Regions from separate parts of the Mus musculus genome. Here region 2 is linked to region 1. Evidence: chromatin contacts called from public ChIA-PET data. All regions are on one chromosome and are shown on one strand. The core of a region is the stretch at or near the end of the contact, and the rest is flanking DNA. Distances in the headings are between cores, read along the strand shown.

Region 1 (2,822 bases), core at 322-2,821:
CTTACATGTCAGATAGCCGAGACCAGACATGGAGATGGTTTTCTCTGATCCCTCAGTAAGTTCTGAGTACAAGCCAGACAGGGGGAAAAAGCTTTCTGAAAAGTCACGCCTCTGCCACACACATGTTAGGGAACTGCTATTTTACAGACAGTATAAGGTAAGAATCCTTGTTAAGGTCTTATTACAGGTTCAAAGAAAAATATTAAATTCTGTCCATTTAAGAACTTTTCTTTCAGACCAACAGCTTATTTCCCCCTCGAGAGAGAAAGAACATGAAATTGGGTAGATTGCGAGGTGGGCAAGGATCTGTGAGGATTTGGGGGAGGGAAAAAGGATGACAAACATATTGTATGGGATTCTCAAAGAGTAAATAATAGTAAGACGTCAAGAAGACTGCAGTTCCAGTAAACAACCTTGATGAAACTCATTGGCTCTCTGTCTCCTACACACACACACACACACACACACACACACACACACTCACCACAGCGAGATGAAAGATAAAAGGGGCACTAGCCAGGAAGGTGAAGGATTACTGGGAGAGGGTGAGGGACCAGAGAGGGTGGTGGTGCATATCATCAAAACACCTTCTGTGCATATGTGGAAAAATGTCATCACAAAACTCATTATTATGTATAATCAACATTTGCTAATGAACATTTTAAAAATGCCATAGTTAAACTAGATACCCCGTGTGCTAATAAAAAAAAAATAAAAATATCGGGGGTGGGGTGGGGTGTGTGTGTGTGTGTGGGGGGGAAGAAGCCTGTTGTTACAGCCAATTTGACAATTACTACCACGTGGGGGAGCTATGTGTCTCTCTTTCTTGGCTTCTAGGAAAGAGCTCTAGCGCCCCCGGGGGCAGTGAGTAGCCCTGGAATTCTGCTCTGCAGCGAAGTGTGAAACAATCCCCTTCCTACTCACCCCCCCCCCCCCCAGCTTCCTACTCCCCCCAGCTCTTTAGACCTGGCTCTACATGGGCATTGGCCTCAACTACTCAAGATATAAGCAGCTCTCTGGTTCCTTCCATGGAGGCTGTCCGCAGGCCTCTATCTCCGCCCCAACATGGAAGGGTGCAGGCTCCCCTTGGTGAGAATTAAGAGGAGTCTTGTAGTCAGCCCCTGTGGGGCTACAGGACATCCCTCCAACCCAGTCTAGAACAGCGCTGGCCCCGCCTGGGGAGAGAAGGGAAATAGACAGGCCCTTTAGCACCGCCCCTAAGATCGGTGAGCTGCTTTCTAGCTCCGCCCCCATATAAAGGGCACTGGCCCCGCCCCCGGGGGAAAGGGACAGCCCTCTAGCGCCGCCCTCTGGCTCCGCCCCCAAAGAAAAGGGCACCACCCCCAGCCCTTTCAGCCACTTAGCCCTGCCTCTACCTGGAAAGGTTTAGGCCTGGGCTCCGCCCCCAAAGGCCACAAGCTCACAGGCAAGTTCTCCAGGCCGCACGCTACATCTTGTTGTTCTGTCGGGGCTACAGATTCCTCCTCAGATGCTGCTATCTCGAGAGAAAGCTTCTCCACACCTTCCGCAGACATTTATGGTCTCGCTTCGACTACTCGCCTGACCATTTTGGGCCTCCGGGAGGATGCTGGGAGTTGTGGATTCTGCGGCCCTACTTCCTCATGGGAGTTGTAGTTTTCCGTCCCAACAGGCTGCAGGTGAGGGAGATACCTCCCTCAGCGTCGTTGGGGTGCTTTTCCTCTGGATCCCACTGTTTTAAACTAGATACATAGCTGATAATTTCAGAACCACAAAAGGTACAAAATTTGGAGAACTTGAAATGTTTTCGTTTTTTTCTGGGGAACCTTGTGAAGCCTGGTTGTTTGTTCAGCCTTTGAGGGTTTAGTAGGTGTTTGGAAATGTATCGTCTAAGCTGAGGGAGAAAATACAGTCCAGAGAATATAAAGATCTAGAACCCGCGGAGAAGTTGGGTGACTGGCACAGAATTTGTTTTTGATAAGGTCCTCTCCTTGTAAGCTCACCTTGTCCCATTATACAAAACAACAAAAACCTGTTTTGAGTAGAGTCACTCACTGATCACGCCAGAGTTTCTGTATCTGGTGGAAAATGTTAACATTGCCAAATCTCCCCATTTTGCTTGTCTTGCTTCTTTTTCTTATTCTCCCTCTATCCCCTCCTCCTCCTTCTTCTCCTCCTCCCCCTCCTTCTCCTCTTCCTCCTCCTCCTCTTCTTCTAATTTTCTATCTTCACTGCTTTCTGTGATAATAGGGTCCCACAGGGCATCCACTCTTGTTGACCAAAAGTTTGGAGGCTAAAGGGGGACACTGAAATAGATTGTCCTTATAAGAGATTCATTAGAAGATACATTGATGACACAGGCAAACAGACAGACAGGCAGACAAAGGGCCTTCACGGCAGAGCAGGCATTTCTTCTTAGAGGTTTCAGAGGAAGAAGGGAGTAGTTGATGAGTAGCTTGCAGGTAGGCTGTTCCTGAGTTATCTATGAAAGTCACCAAATTACTCTAGCTTCTGGAATTGTTACAGATCCATACAAACGGGGCAGCTTTACAAAATGCAGGATCTTAGGTTTTTCATCTTTGTGTTTTAGAGAAAAAAATTACAAATGTATGTGTGCATAAATAAATATATTCTATATACTTAGGTGTGTGTGTGTGTGTGTGTGTGTGTGTGTGTGTGTGTGTGTGTGTATTTAGCTAGATTTGTTTCAAGACAGGTTATTAGTATGAAACCCAGTGTGGTTTTGAACTCTCCATCCTCTTGATTATTAGGACTACTTGCATGAACCACTGCATCTAAATGTCTTAATTGGCTTTATTTTCAATTCTAGAAAAAGGACAACA
Region 2 (3,251 bases), core at 365-2,864, 100 kb before region 1:
CAAATGTTGGGCTGTGGGTCTCTGCATCTGTTTCAGTCAGTTGCTGGGTGGAGCTTCTAAGGGGACATTTATGCTAGGCTCCTGTCTGCAAACATAACAGAGTATCACTAGTCGTGTCAGGGATTGGTTCTTGTCCATGGGATGGATTTTAAGTAGGGCCATTTCCTCAGTCTCTACAACATCTTTGTCTCTGCACTTCTTGAAGGCAGGACAAATTTTGTTTCAAAGGTTTTAGGGCAAATTTGTACAACCACTCTGAAAATCAGTTTTGTGGTTTCTCAGAAAATTGGGAATAGTTCTCCCTCACAACCCAGCTATACTCCTCATAGGTAAATACCCAAAAGATGCTCCACAGTACCCTGAGGACACTGACTCCACTATGTTCATAGCAGCTCTATTTATAACAGCCAGAAACTGAAACAACCCAGATGTCCCTCACCCGAAGGGATTGAGAAGAAAATGTGGTTGATTTACACAATAGAATACTACTCAGCTGTTAAAACAAAGACATCATGAAGTTTGTGGACAAATGGATGGAACTAGAAACTATCATCCTGCGTGAGGTAATCTAGATCCAAAAGGACATGTGTGGTGTGTACTCACTAATACGTGGATATTAACCATAAAGTACAGAATACCTAGGATATAATCCACAGATTCAAAGAAGCTAAATAACAAGGAAGGCCCAAGGGAACATGCTTGAATTTCACTCAGAATGGGAAATAAATTGTCATTGGATGGAGGGAGGAAGGGAACTGGATGGGAGAGGAAGAGGAGGGGAACTGGTGGGGGTGAGATATAGGGAGAGCAGGGGTGGAATGCAGGGCTGGGGACTTTAGATAAAAATCGGCTTGGGGAAGCACCATCTCTAGGAAGTACTAGACACTTGGGATGGGGGTAGTTCCAGGGAGTCTGTGAGGGTGACTCTAGCTGAGGCTCCTTGTAGTGGGGGACATGGAGCCTTAAGTGGCCACCTTCTGTAGCTAGGCAGGGCTTCCAGTGAAGGGATAAGGACATCAACTCACAAAACACTCCACCCAAAATTTTTCGTTGCTTTTACTGTGTGTGTGTGTGTGTGTGTGTTTTGTGCCTTTACTGCCCTCTTGGAGCCTTTAATTTGTAAACTTTTGTGGGTGGAGGTCAAACCTAGAGTCTTATACATGATAAGCAAACACTATATCACAGAGGTCTACGTTCTATGTGTATTACTTGTTCCTTGAATTACCCCTGTCTTTCTTTTCCCTTAAGTTAAAAATTGTATTCATTTTGTCTCTTGAGTTTCTGAAATAAAAGTAATATTGATAAAATGATTTTTTCCTTTAATTTCCACTTCTTTATTGACTTTGGCACATATGTGTATTTTTTGAGAACACTTTTGCCTATAATTTTATGACTACTTCATTTTGCAACAGCATGTTGTGGGTGTGTACACGTGTGCATGTGTGTATGTGTGTGGCACACTATTATTCTCCATTATTATCCCATGTTTAGATGTGGTTGTACCAGAAGGTTAGTTTCAATATGGTAATGTGGAGAAGTGGTAGAGTTTAAGTAGACTATTGAGACGCACTTTCACTTTCAATATGAGGAGGTAATTAGGTCACTGGGGAGACAGCCTACCGACGGGATTGATGACCTTATAAGCCTTGTTATAAAAGGGCAAGCCTGGGCTGGAGAGACGGCCCACTCAGTAAGCTGCTTGTCTGAGAACATGAAGATGTGAATTTGATCCCCAGATCCCATGTGAAAAAGCTGGCTTCAGTAGTTCATGACTATAACTTTAGAACTTGGGAGACAGGCAGCAGGATTCTTGGTGCTTGGCCTGCCTGTCTAACTTGGTGAGCTCCAGGCCACTTAGAAATTCTATCTGAAGAAAGACATTAAGCGAATGGGGAAGACACCTGACCTCTGGCCTCTAGAACTACATCCATGAATGGAATCATTAGCTATGGACTCATCCTCTTTTTTTTCCCCTCATTTGTGATGATAGGGAATGAGCTTTTTATATGGTAGACACTGAACTGCACTCCCAACCCAAACTAGTTTTCTTTAAACATTACCCAGCAGCTCATATTTTGTTGTAACACCGGGAAAACAACGGGCGCCATCTCTGTTGCTCACTATGAACGTTTGGTGAGTTTTAGAAGGAGGTGTGTCTAGAGCAGCTTTGTAGCTCTGCTCAGATCCTTCCTGCCCTGTCTCCCTCCTGTTACTCTGCTTTGGTGAGGTGGTTTCTGGTTGGTTTGAGATTCTGTGCTGGAAGGGAACCATGGTGGGTCAGTGTCAAGAGTTTGTGGGACAAGAGTCCTGGAAAGTCGGCGTGTGAAAGAGTAATTCATTGGACCCTTGCTGGTGAGGGAACTGATCTTAGGAGCAGCTCAGGTAGAGGGGCTGCTGTGACCACCTGCTGTGACTACCCACCATCATTTCTGTGGTCAGGTATTAGCGAGCTTCCTCTGGGAGGTCCGTGGACACCATCCTTCTCGCTTGTTCCAGGGCTCCTTGTGTGGTAGGAGTTCTCTGGCTTCTTGTATCTTCTGTGCTGCTTGTCTTTGTTGTCATGCGGGCTCCTGTAGGCATTTCATAAATGTTTACCTTACTAGGGTTCATCCCAGAAGGTGGGGCGAATGCACCAGAGGGTTATTTGTTTGTTTTTGTTTTGAGATAGGCTCTCTCTGTGTAGCTCTGCCTGTCTGGAACTCACTCTGTAGGCCAGGCTGGCTTCAAACTCAGAGACGCACCTGGCTCGGCCTTCCAAATGCTGGGATTAAAAGTGTACACCCTCCTGCCCCACTTTGCATTGTGTTATTTACTCCTGTGTCTCTAGTACAGTGACGGTCACTCAGTAGGTGGTTATTATGTATCTGGCAGAATGAAAGCTTATCATTCAGGTGTTGGATTAGAACATTTAGTTCTTGGAAGGGCAGAGCTCAGACCTGGTATGACCTGTTTATCTCTCAGGCTGCAAAGACAGCTCTTCTTTGGTTTGAGATGCTGGTTTGGTGATCCGGGTTGAGGCGGGTTCAGAGCTCCAGAGTTATTTGGAAAGGGAAGTCTAGGGCTAGATGACTGGATAAGATAAAGTACTTCTGTCATTTGTGCTGGATTGAAAAGAGTAGTTGTTTGCTTGACTCAGGAGTCAGTGTGTGGCATGAGCTCAGGAAGACAACTGTGATAACCCTGGAAGGGGAGAGCGCAGTGTCATAGGATAGCAGTTGCTTTCCTCCAACCTGGCTAAGGCTCCTGATAGG

The links. ChIA-PET counts read pairs in DNA pulled down with a chosen protein or histone mark.
Region 2: an RNA polymerase II ChIA-PET map of effector CD8 T cells shows a contact between it and region 1, with 20 read pairs. The contact joins the enhancer-like site here to the promoter of Setmar in region 1. A contact is called at or near these places in 2 of 484 Hi-C or Micro-C datasets (CD4 T cells and nephron progenitors), 4 of 115 datasets of contacts at active chromatin or transcription factors (effector CD8 T cells, embryonic stem cells and memory CD8 T cells) and 3 of 9 other capture datasets (adipose tissue, embryonic stem cells and liver).

Annotation. Positions count from the first base shown.
Region 1 is chr6:108,063,794-108,066,615 of GRCm38.p6, reverse strand. Setmar (SET domain without mariner transposase fusion) reads right to left here and starts at 1,571. Exons shown (of 2, transcript NM_178391.4): 1 at 1,377-1,571. The coding sequence starts at 1,535.
Region 2 is chr6:108,163,449-108,166,699 of GRCm38.p6, reverse strand. All of the region lies in intron 3 of Sumf1 (sulfatase modifying factor 1), which reads left to right. Among named protein-coding and RNA genes, the nearest start is that of Sumf1, 21 kb to the left of the region's middle. Within about 2 kb of position 1,614, at least 43 of the 459 cell types and tissues checked have an H3K27ac peak or open chromatin away from gene starts, as enhancers often do. A contact at or near this core is called in effector CD8 T cells, liver and memory CD8 T cells, where this site is marked.